Linked DNA regions of Mus musculus: all the other regions are linked to region 3. Evidence: chromatin contacts called from public Hi-C and HiChIP or PLAC-seq data. All regions are on one chromosome and are shown on one strand. The core of a region is the stretch at or near the end of the contact, and the rest is flanking DNA. Distances in the headings are between cores, read along the strand shown. Region 1 overlaps Lamc2 (laminin, gamma 2). Region 2 overlaps Rgl1 (ral guanine nucleotide dissociation stimulator,-like 1). Region 3 holds the start of Ncf2 (neutrophil cytosolic factor 2). Region 4 has its middle 29 kb from the start of Lamc2.

Region 1 (2,700 bases), core at 58-2,557, 330 kb after region 3:
GAACAAAGACATGGTGGATGGAGTCTTTGCTTACACGCTTCTCTCAACTCAGAAGATGGCCTTATTTGAAAACTGACAGTTGCAGATGTAATTAGCTACAGTGAAGTTACACTGGACCCTTAATTCAGTGAGACTGATATCTTCTTATAAGATAAGACTGAGATATGAATATAGTGGCCAGCCTGGGCTACATAGTGAGATCATATCTTGAAGAAGATGAAGGAGAAGGAGAGGAAGATGGGGAGAAGAAGAAGAGAAGGGGAAAGAAGAAGGAGGAAGGAGGATAGAGAAAAGAAGAGATGATAGAGGACTCTGGGGATCACACAAGCAGGGAGTGGACGGATAAAGCTATGCACCAAGGAAGACCAGGATTGCCTGGCCTCCTCTGCAGCTGGCAAGAGGAAAGGAAGAATTCTCCCTGGAGCTGTCAGGAGAAGTGGAGCCCTGGGCGACTAGTTTCTCATCCTAACCTTCCGAACGGTGCAAAAGTCACTTCTATTTTTCTAAGTATTTTCTGATAGCAGCCTTAGAAATCTTCATAGTAAACAACTCTGGGTGTTCTCCACAGTGCTGTTCAAAGGAACATGGAATATGGTGTAATAGCTGCTAGCCAGTGATAGAATCCATCCAGCAGAAGGGTGGGCGTGTAGAGCAGGGCTGCTGTGCCCTCTCCAGGACTCTGAGCCATAGGGGCTGAACTGAGCTGAAACACTCTCTCTCTGGAACAGGGCTGTGTTGGGCACTGCCTGGGGCAGCCCGTATATCCATTTCTCTTTACCTGCTCTATCTCGCTGCTGATCTCCAGGGCCTCCCTAGCTGCGTTCTTTGCCCGTTGGGTGTCGGCAGTGGCGCTCCCCAGGGCCGTTTCTGCTTGCTGGGTCTTGTCACTGGCATCTGCAACCTTCTGGCTAATAGAGGAGAGTCTCTTCATGGCCTCTTCAGCCTCTGCTTTTCTGTCTTCAACCTGCAGATCAAACTCTAGAATGAAGAAAAAAAGAAGAGAAAAGAAAAAAAAAATTGCCACAGAGACAACTGAATGAGAGTGCCTGGTGTTCTGAGGAAAAATTCCTGAAAGGGACCGATTACTAGCTAGGGGTGAGATGCTGCAGCTGGGATTAGCCTTTCTTTCCCAAGAGAAAAAAATCTCAAAGGAGCCACTGAGGGAGCTGTCAGCTTGCCCTAGGTCCCCACCACTGCAAGGATATCAACATCCAAAGTAGACAAAGAACAGGTGACTCTCTTTAAAGACTGAAGATTTAAGTCCAAGCCTGAAGCCAAAGAGCAGAGTTGGGGTGTAGTCACAGAGAGTTGGGTGTGGTTGCAGAGTTGGGGTGTGGTTGCAGTAGGTATAGAGGAACTTTCTATGAAGAGAATCCTAAGTCTTTAGAAATGATTCCCTTTTGTTTGCTAGTGAATAATGCTGACTTTTAAACCAAGTATCTTCAAGATACACCTCAGACTCCCTGGGAGTCACAAGTCATTACCTCAGAGAAGGCATATTGGAAGCAACCAAGCCACCCAAGGAAAGGAGACTATCAACACAGTTGTGACATACTGGGTATGAAGGACCCTAGAGATCGCCTGGTCCCCTTAAGTAGGACACAGGGATCTAGAAAGGTCACGCAGAGAGCTTGAGCTGGTCCTAGGGTCCAGTGAGGATCAGAACTCAGGACTCCTAGCACTTAGGTGGAATGACTTCCACCACCTAGGTCAAGTACTAATGAGATCATCATTACCTTAGTAAGATAGTGACTAAGCATCTATTAATAACCCAAATACACCCACCATTTAAGGAGGCAAAGGAGCATTTAGATGAATCGTGACTGTCCCTTTAAATCTGGATCACACAGCACTAACCTCGGAGGTTCTTCAGGATGTTCTCAACTTCATAAAAAGTGGCATTGCCCATACTTAGCGCTTCTTGGGCTCTGTTTTTAGCAAGGTTGGCACGGGAAAGCAGCTGATCTGAAGTCTGTAAATAGAACAAGATCAGAATGAGTGCATTCCTGCTAGCAAAATCACCCTGACACAACTTTTCCGTGACACCAGAGTGCTGTGCTGTGACTCACCGCAGTCTAGGGGTGCTGGAGCAGAGCCCTCTAGTATCTGATCAGGAACAAACTTTGTAATATATGTCTTTTAGAGGAAAGTCTACAACTCTTTCCACCCTAAGGGGCAGGAATAGTTTTGCAAATCACAATCTTAAACACTAGCTAGTTCCTGAATCTAAGATAGACAGACTTGGACTAAAATGAGACCTACAAGACCTGGGTTCTCTTCCTAGGTTCAAATGCTGACTCAATGGGTGGGGTTAATTCCATCAAAATTCCAGTCTTGGTTACTCCCTCTGTAACCAGTGGCATCATGACCTTTGGAGGGTTTATGGTTGTGGCTCTGGCTATTTCCACCCATACAGTCGGCATTCAGTGCGTGCTTGCTTATTGGCTGAGCGAGCGGTTGACAGAAGGTACCTGTCTCCTATCCTTTCCAGTCTGTAAAAGCTGCCGTGTTTCTTTTTCCCAGTTCCCCAGATTGTTTCGCACACGCGTGAATGCATCCGTTTGTCTGGTCACCAGGTTTGAGAGAGAATCAGCCTTTTGTCTGATCCTCTTTGCTTCCACCTGTGGACACAAAGTTACAAATGAGTGTGACTGTCTGCTCACACGTCACCACACCTGCTTCAGGACCTACTGTCACCAT
Region 2 (2,700 bases), core at 10-2,509, 270 kb before region 3:
GTAAGAAGCACATGAGACTCAATCCCATTTACTGCTGAACTGTAGCTACTTCCTACCCAAACTGCACCTCCGCCATAATCACCCACTTCAGGAGCTCGGCTTGGTCCAGATGGCTTAGGGAGAAAGCTGAGTCACCAGGAACTACACTACTGAGAAGGCGTGTTAATTTAGTAGACAGTGCAATCGTAGGAAGAGTTCCAAGAAGGCGTGTGAAGCAAGGCACCCGCCCTGGACTACTGTCCCACCCACACTGAGCATCGTGAAACAGGACCCCAAATTGCATGAACAATTCATAAAATGTCAAAACTATGTCCTATATGCACATGTGCCACTAGATAAGCATACCACTAATCTGCGCCCAGGAAGACGCTGCTATTTTCCATGCTAGTCTTGTGTGCACGTGCAGACAGGTATGAGAAATGTGTGTCCGAACAGCTGACTGACCCTCCAGGCAGGACGGCCCCTTACCATGATGCTCTTGTACATGTTGCCATTGTTGTCTTCTACACTGATGCGGATGATGCAGGTGTCTTCGTTCTGCTGATTGTAAACAGGAGGCAGTACTGTGGAGGTAATGGATGTCACGGAGACGGAGCGCTTGTGGATTTTAGGATTGTTGTTGCACGTTGGAGGGGAGGACAGGGGGTTGATTAGGGACGACATCCCTGAGGAATTCGTGTCCATGGAATGGATGGAGGAACAGGAAGAGGAGGATTCAGAGAGCTGGAAGAATCAGAAAACAAAGCCATTGGAGCCTGGACCAAACATGCTTCACGTTTCAAAACAGAAGTAGATACAGAGACTGGTTGTTTCCTCCTCAATATCTCATGTCTCTGGTACACACACACACACACACACACACACACACACCCCGTGGGCTCATGTGACGATCAGTGACTCACTGGGAACTAATCATTCTGAATCTAAGAAAGGCACAGTGGACCTTTGATGGCCTGGTTTTAGTTGTCCGTATGAAGGCTAACCACGAGATGGCAGCAGATACCAGAATTTAAAGGCCGTACAGGCTGAGCTTACAGAAGCTGGGAAGCCATCCTCTTCTCACCCCCAACAGTTCTCAATGTGGCCATGGAGAACATTCTGTCCCCACTACTTCACATCCAGATTTTGTAGTAGGAGACAAATGTCTTCATGTTTAGAAGCATCTAAGATAAGGACTACTGCTTGTGTAGTTCTGCTGAGAGGGCCTCAGAGATCACCTGACCCCTTTGCCAAGTAGAGAAGCTGGAGGCCCAGAGAAAACACGGGGCCCCAGGTCCACCTACACAGTCTCACTCCTACCAGGACCAGAGCTCTCCAGCCCCTTTGCTGTGGTGTTCACACAGCAGGGGCACAGCAAGCACCAAGCCATCTGCAGCTATGATGAGTTAGCTGACTTGTGCTACAGCCTTGAAACCTTTAGTGCTGTGAGACTGTTAATGAGTTTTCATTTATCTTTCTCACTTGGGTCACAGCTGCCTTGCAGGGCAGGGGGAGGGAGGGGCACCCTAAAAACAGCATCATAACAATGCTGAGAGCACGACTCAGCAAAACAGATCACTTGCCTGGACAACGCAGCCTTTGAGTATCTCTTTAACAATCACTGGTAAGACCAGCAAGATACACTTTCACAATCTACATCGAGGCCATTTGAGAGATGTACGGCTGCAGTAATGTGCTTCTCTAAGTGACTGAATATTTAAAATTCAACTGATATTAATCACCAGACAAAGAGATGCTTTAAACTCACCGGGATGTATTCCTGACATAAAACCATTAAGCTGAACCATTTAAATATCAATTGTTACAGAAAAGTGTGTGTGTGTGTGATATTCGGAATGAGTTAAACTGGATTATATTATAATAATCCTATAAAACTCATTATTAATTTCTATATAATCTACCATTCCACAGATACAGATCAAGGAATTTAGCTTTCTGATAATGTGGCTTCTAAAAAAATAGGGCCTATGTTATCTGTAGTTTTTCAGGGCTGCTTCGTCCGATGGCATCCTATGTTAAGGACAATTCCACAGCAGGGGTGTTCTATTATGGCCAGCAAACCGCAATGCCAACTCTAATATGTAGTGTCTACAGTAGGACTGCCATGATATCGGTTAGCCATGTGCTGCTGCTGTTTGGAATTCTCCTTCTGTGCCCATGTGACTCAGCTTGAGCACTTACTCAGGGTGGATAATTTTAACAGCGTTATCTTGCCTGCAAGTCTATTAGCCAGGAAGGTCAGTTCTCCAAATGCTGCTTGAATGTTTTCACTTTCACCGTCCTATTTCCCTTGGGCTTTCCGTGATGCTAATAACACTTATAGTTGAGGGGGTAATGCGTTAGGATGGTGAGCTCACACGAGTTATAGAGACTATCCTCACAAGGATATAAGTGGTGTGGAACAAGCATAAAGGTAACTGTTTATAAGTGATGATCAGGCGCACGAAGAAGGAGGAATGCATATTACACTTTACTTCTAAAGAGAACAACCTCACGAGGGCGAGCAAGAGAGAGGCGTGGAAGAAGGAAGAAGGGAGAAGGAGCCTTGCGGGGAGCGCCTGTCTCTGCCTCCCCTTACGGCAGTGGCTCTGGGACTCCAGGTGGACATACACGCCTGGCTTTTTGTACTTTGGAGGAATCTCAACTCAGGGACTTATATTTGCGTGGCAAGTGCGTTGTCACTGAGCTATCTCCTCTGGA
Region 3 (2,700 bases), core at 161-2,660:
GGAACCACGAACTCCAAAAGATCACCAAGCAGCCCTTTGCGATGTAATAGCATTAGGGTCTCTTTATTACAAGCGCAGGCTTGGGCTCTCCTCCATCCCAATCCTGACACAGCAAGGACAGAAAGGGAAGGTGGAGCGGCCTCGAACCCTCAGCAGGACAAGTTTTTATAGAAAAATAGGAGCAAGGGAGGGGGTGAGGGAGAGGGTGTCCAGTCTGGCAAGCATCTAATAGAATGGCTATAAGCTGAGAGGTGGGTGCTCTGAAATAAGGCCGTATACAAATAGCCTGAAGGTACATCTGAAACAGTCAGACTAATCTTTGATTAACTATTGATAGGAAGTAGCCAGGAAGTGTCCTCTGGCCAAGGACAAGCCGTGTGGTCCTTCCTGGTACGTGGGTACAGTCCCAAGATGGGGTAGGTTTGGTCTCTCAGATGGCCAGTCTGGCCTACTGATCAAGTTCCAAGACAGACAGGCCTACAAAGAGAAACCCTGTATTGAAAATCCAAAACAAAAGGCAAGCTTGATGGCACACTAAATTGTAAGGGCTTAGACTTTGGCTGGAACTCAGAAGAGCCCTGGGAAAAACTGAGCTCGGGTGCTTCTCAGTCTCCTCTCTGCCACCTCCCCTGACCCCTGCTCTGGAGGGCAGAGCATGGCAGAACCTACCGCTCCCTCTCCTGACCCTAAATTCTGATTCTCCCCCCCACCCCCCAAGACAGGGTTTCTGGCTGTCCTAGAACACTCCGTAGACCAGGCTGGTCTCGAACTCAGAAATCCACCTGCCTCTGCCTCCCAAGTGCTGGGATTAAAGGCATGCACAACTACTGCCAGGCTTAAATTCTGATTCTTGAGAGCTAGAACTTCACAGGCCTTGCTGTGTGTCCATTGTATTCCAACCGGCTGGGAGTGTTTCGGTCCAAATGTGGGCCGTGCTTTTGCTGTGGTTCAGACAACAGATCCCAGAAAAGAGGAGGGAGCATGGATGCTTCACTTACTGTCATACGTTGGCAGACACATGCAGAATGACCACATGCTTTCAGCTGCTACAACAGAGGAATCAACAGAGAATCTTAGAGATTTCCATCTTACTAAATGTGGAAATGGTTGGGTTTCGAACTTGGGACAAATGGCTTAGGTGGCTATAGCATATCAAAGCAGAGCTGGCCACCAGCTTCTCTCTGTAATCCTCCACCCTCTACGTGTCACAGAGCCTCCTATCAGGCATACCCTGCCTCCTATCCTGAACTCTTGGGCCTTGAGGTCTGCTCTTCCCTACATAATCCAATCATTTCTGTAACCTGCTGTCTTTGTGCCTTTGGGCCTCCTGGCTGCTGTGCCTGGCTCCTCCCACTCCCTTCTTCCTCCCCTTCCCTCTCCCCACATAGCACAGCTCAGCCTGTTCCTGTCTATTCAGCACTCTCCCGGAGGTCCCTGACTCTGGCTGTGCTCTCTCTCCCACACAGCTATAATAAACTCTCTCCTCCACCATATCTGGGAACAGTCATGTTCCTTTTCCTTTCTTATTTCTTTTCTTTCTTTTTCTTTTTTTTTTTTCCCATTCAGAGTGTGTTTCTAACTCGTCACACTCTTCCTTTTCCTGTGATGACAAGGTCGGTGTGAAGCTTTGTGTTTCGAGCTTGACAGGATCTAGATGAGCCTCAGGTCACACCTCTGAGGGATCGTCTGCCTTAGGTTAACTGAGGTAGAGCATCTGCTATGAAAAGTGACCAGGACTTGGGTCCTCCCTGCATAAAGAGAAGAAGGCTACGTGAGTATGAGTTGGTCCCCTGCATCCTGACAGTGGGTGCCTTGTGACCAGCTGCTTCAGGGTCTGACACCATGATTTATCCACCATCATGGACTGTACCCTGGAGACTAGTGAGCCCAAATCAACCCTGCCTTCATTACGATGTTTCTGTCGGAGTGTTTTACCACAGCAAGAAAATTGACTACTTCACAGCTTCTCCTCCTGTGATATCAGAAACCACTTGGTCTCCAGTAGTCTTTAGCCTTAGATGTCCTCGGTGCGAGAGTCCTTGCCTGAGGAAGCAAGCCGAAGAAACTGCATATGCGATCCCAGCGCAATCATGAAAGAAACCACATAACGTTATCTGAAAGAGCCCCCCAGCACTGCGATGGGATAGCGTGTGGGGGTTCAGCATTCTGAAAGAATGCAGAACTGAAAAGGATGACTGTAGCCCCAAAGAGAGCTAAGATGTGTGGGGCGTGACACCATTTTATTAAAATGTCTTAGATCTGCCATATTTACTCAGAATGTTAGGTGCTAGGTTCTGTGGGAAACAAGGAAAGCAGAAGGGCGCTCCCTGCCTCTAGCACTTACAGCAGAGCCCCTGTGTTCAGGTGCTGGGATAGAGAATGAAGAGAAATGCAGAGGAAGGGAAATCAATCTCTGTGGCCTTCTCGGGGTCAGGGAGGGTTTCATGTCGGGTGTGAGACAAAACTGATTCTCTGAGGACAGGCAGGTGGGCTCTGGTTGCACAGGCCTGGAATTCTAGCTACTTAGGTTGTGGCGAATTCAAGCCAGACCTAGGCTGCAAAGCAAGTTCAAGGACAGTCTTGGAAACCTAGTGAGATCCTGTCTCAAAATCATTTTTTAAAAGCCGGGGAAGGGGCTGGAGTTGGAGGTCAACGGTAAAGTACTTGCACAACATGTGAGAGGCTCTGGGTTTGATCTTC
Region 4 (2,700 bases), core at 198-2,697, 420 kb after region 3:
TGGTGACAACGTTCACCCCTTGGGCCAAGCCTGATGGTCTAGGACAGTCCGCTGAGACAGCACTGTACAGATTGTAGCAAGGAGGGCATCAGGTCTTCACATATTCTCTGAGCGCGCTGAACGTGTAATCATGGAAATCATAGCCTCTTGAGGTTTTGCCTTCCGTGCTGGCTCAGCAGCCCAGAAGCTTGTAATCTGCCATCGGACAGCCCATCTCTCAGACAGTCCTGTTCAAGCTGAGCTTGTGCTTACTCGGCACTAACCTCACACAGAGACCATTGTCAGGAGGAAAGAGGCAATCCATGGACAGTCTGGGGGCAACTGGCAGAGAAGAGGTTAAGGAGAATGAGACAGCTATCTTAGAAGAGACTGAGTACCCAGGATGGCTCTGGAAAGCTTTACCACGACCAAAAACAACAAAGCAAATCGGAGAGTTGCGCTGAGTTACTGAAATGGTGGAGGATCTCAGAGTGGTGGTAGACAACATAGGGTGGGTCCCAGTGGCACCAGCTGAAAAGTACAAAATTGGCTTTTGTTGCTTGCATTGTGGGAAGACAGAAAGATGGCCATCAAAGGTAGAACCAGGCATCTTCGTGGAGCATCATTTAAGTTCATTTGGACATCCTCATGGGAAGTGACACAATAGGTTACATTTTTTAAAATTAAAATTACATCTATTTATGTATGTGTCTGTGTGTGGGGTGCATGTGTACAGAGGTAGAAAAGGATTTACAAAGATCCGTTCTCTCCTGATACCGTTGTGGGTCCCAGGGGTGGAACTCAGGATGCCAGACCTAACACTGCTAAGCACACACCAGCCCCAACGAACCTTCCTTTTTATTTTTATTTGTTTGTCTTTGATACAGGGTCTCACTGTGTATCCCTGGCCAGCCTAGAACTCCCTGTAGAGGCTAGGGTGACTTAGGATTTACAGTGTTCTGCCTGCCTTCCAAATTCTAGGATTAAAGGCATGCACTTGGCAAGGTTACATACATACATAAGAGCCTGTTGCCAAACTTTTAACAGATACAAACTACTCTGAGTTATACCTTTATGGCCTGTATTCATTCTAAGGCTTAGGAGAACACAACTAATCAGTTAAAATTTTACTGAAAATCATTCCCAAGAGTTAGGGGATCGGATCAGGCTACCGGAGGGACTCTGGCTACAATCCACAGATGTGAAGGGATGGATGTGGGTCTATGTCATCGTGTGCTGTGCCATTTGGTTCCCGTGGTTTTGTTTATCTCCTTTCAAATAAGAGTCAGTCTATGCTCACTCAGGTAGGGCTGTGGGTGCAGAATGTGGGTGGAGGGAGGGGAGAAAAGCTAGCAGTTGCAAGATGAGGCAAACAGTCACTTCCCTGCCGCTGAGAAGACCTCAGTAACTGCTGCCTTCCAGCCTAAGGGCCTCCCTGCAGGTGGAAATGACTTGACAGACAATCAAGGGATGCTTGAATGATGAACGCATGCTGAGGGCGGGCATGCTAACAGCCAGGCAGGCCCATAATGCTAGACTCAGGATGGACCAGACGGTTCCAACAGAGTAGGTGACTCCTTGACATCAGGCTCCACTGTCCTGAGGGAAGGGAAGAAGGAACTTCTGACAGAGAGGAGTTAAAGCAAAGACAAAGCCAAGTACCAAGTTTCTTGGGTTTGAACTTCCAATCCACGCATCCTTTGACTTTTGATTGCACTTTTGCTATCTGGCTTTCCTTTCAGAAGGATGCGTTTCACTTTTGCTTCGGTGACCTCAAGTCTTTTTTTTTTTTTTCCTTTTTTTATTAGGTATTTAGCTCATTTACATTTCCAATGCTATACCAAAAGTCCCCCATACCCACCCACCCCCACTCCCCTACCCACTCACTCCCCCTTTTTGGCCCTGGCGTTCCCCTGTACTGGGGCATATAAAGTTTGCATGTCCAATGGGCCTCTCTTGCCAGTGATGGCCGACTAGGCCATCTTTTGATACATATGCAGCTAGAGTCAAGAGCTCCGGGGTACTGGTTAGTTCATAATGTTGTTCCACCTATAGGGTTGCAGATCCCTTTAGCTCCTTGGGTACTTTCTCTAGCTTGTGGAACGTATACTTGTTCAGAACTAGTGCTGCCTCTGAGATAAATTGAGGTTTGGTCTGCTGCTATGTATTGTAATGCTAAATTCTGTACCAGAAGGTCTAGGCCCACCAGTGAATTCTTACTTTTACAAGCTTTTGTTGTGCAATCCACGTTCTTTGATTTAAAACTAATGGTTAAATAAAATTGGTTACAGCCGGTTCCTGGGGGAATTAAGGTGGGTGGGTTTTGAGTTACCTGTTGGATAAGAGAGACCAGGAGGAGGAGGAAAAAACAAGAGGAGAGGAGGAAGCGACATGAGGGGAGATGGACTGTGAGCACATGGCCAGGAGAAACAGCAAGTATCTAGGATACACTGCTGGGGAGGCAGCCAGGCCAGCAGTGAAAAGAGTAGATTAGGGGTGACATTCCCCTCCCCCCAGTAACTGTCAAAGCCAAATCAAATAACCATAGCCTGAGTCTCATTTATTTGTAAGCTAGTCAGGGTTAAGTTTAAATTGGATGAGCTACTTAGTAGAACTGCACCCCACCCCCAATACTGCTTATTGATTTAAAAAGTACCCGTAAAGACTCTAAAAAATTGTGTTTATCTGTGAGTGTGTGTGCCTGTGCAACTGCGCCTGTCA

Evidence for each region. A called contact is a pair of places that touch in the nucleus more often than the background predicts. HiChIP or PLAC-seq counts read pairs in DNA pulled down with a chosen protein or histone mark.
Region 1: a contact with region 3 is called in an H3K27ac HiChIP or PLAC-seq map of embryonic stem cells, with 5 read pairs. The contact joins the enhancer-like site here to the promoter of Ncf2 in region 3. A contact is called at or near these places in 1 of 484 Hi-C or Micro-C datasets (nephron progenitors) and 3 of 115 datasets of contacts at active chromatin or transcription factors (all in embryonic stem cells).
Region 2: a contact with region 3 is called in a Hi-C map of bone marrow-derived macrophages, with 28 read pairs. The contact joins the enhancer-like site here to the promoter of Ncf2 in region 3. A contact is called at or near these places in 4 of 39 promoter capture datasets (the 3T3-L1 cell line, the C10 cell line and pre-B cells), 2 of 15 datasets of contacts at CTCF or cohesin (large pre-B cells and pro-B cells), 2 of 484 Hi-C or Micro-C datasets (bone marrow-derived macrophages and pre-B cells), 13 of 115 datasets of contacts at active chromatin or transcription factors (the HPC-7 cell line, bone marrow-derived macrophages, embryonic stem cells and 5 more) and 3 of 9 other capture datasets (embryonic stem cells, liver and pancreatic islet).
Region 4: a contact with region 3 is called in an H3K27ac HiChIP or PLAC-seq map of embryonic stem cells, with 5 times the contacts expected there. The contact joins the enhancer-like site here to the promoter of Ncf2 in region 3. A contact is called at or near these places in 5 of 39 promoter capture datasets (cranial neural crest, embryonic stem cells, hippocampal neurons and 2 more), 11 of 484 Hi-C or Micro-C datasets (the C2C12 cell line, the HL-1 cell line and embryonic stem cells), 11 of 115 datasets of contacts at active chromatin or transcription factors (embryonic stem cells, extraembryonic endoderm stem cells and pancreatic cancer cells) and 1 of 9 other capture datasets (embryonic stem cells).

Annotation. Positions count from the first base shown.
Region 1 is chr1:153,128,179-153,130,878 of GRCm38.p6, forward strand. It overlaps Lamc2 (laminin, gamma 2), which reads right to left. Exons shown (of 24, transcript NM_008485.3): 19 at 2,472-2,621; 20 at 1,858-1,972; 21 at 779-978. Among named protein-coding and RNA genes, the nearest start is that of Lamc2, 57 kb to the right of the region's middle. Within about 2 kb of position 1,308, at least 126 of the 459 cell types and tissues checked have an H3K27ac peak or open chromatin away from gene starts, as enhancers often do. A contact at or near this core is called in embryonic stem cells, where this site is marked.
Region 2 is chr1:152,524,177-152,526,876 of GRCm38.p6, forward strand. Rgl1 (ral guanine nucleotide dissociation stimulator,-like 1) reads right to left here. Exons shown (of 18, transcript NM_016846.4): 16 at 469-723. Among named protein-coding and RNA genes, the nearest start is that of Gm51749, 14 kb to the right of the region's middle. Within about 2 kb of position 1,260, at least 70 of the 459 cell types and tissues checked have an H3K27ac peak or open chromatin away from gene starts, as enhancers often do. A contact at or near this core is called in bone marrow-derived macrophages, extraembryonic endoderm stem cells, pro-B cells and 1 more, where this site is marked.
Region 3 is chr1:152,798,743-152,801,442 of GRCm38.p6, forward strand. Ncf2 (neutrophil cytosolic factor 2) reads left to right here and starts at 1,411. Exons shown (of 16, transcript NM_010877.5): 1 at 1,411-1,771.
Region 4 is chr1:153,214,449-153,217,148 of GRCm38.p6, forward strand. No RefSeq gene overlaps it. Among named protein-coding and RNA genes, the nearest start is that of Lamc2, 29 kb to the left of the region's middle. Within about 2 kb of position 1,448, at least 6 of the 459 cell types and tissues checked have an H3K27ac peak or open chromatin away from gene starts, as enhancers often do. A contact at or near this core is called in embryonic stem cells, where this site is marked.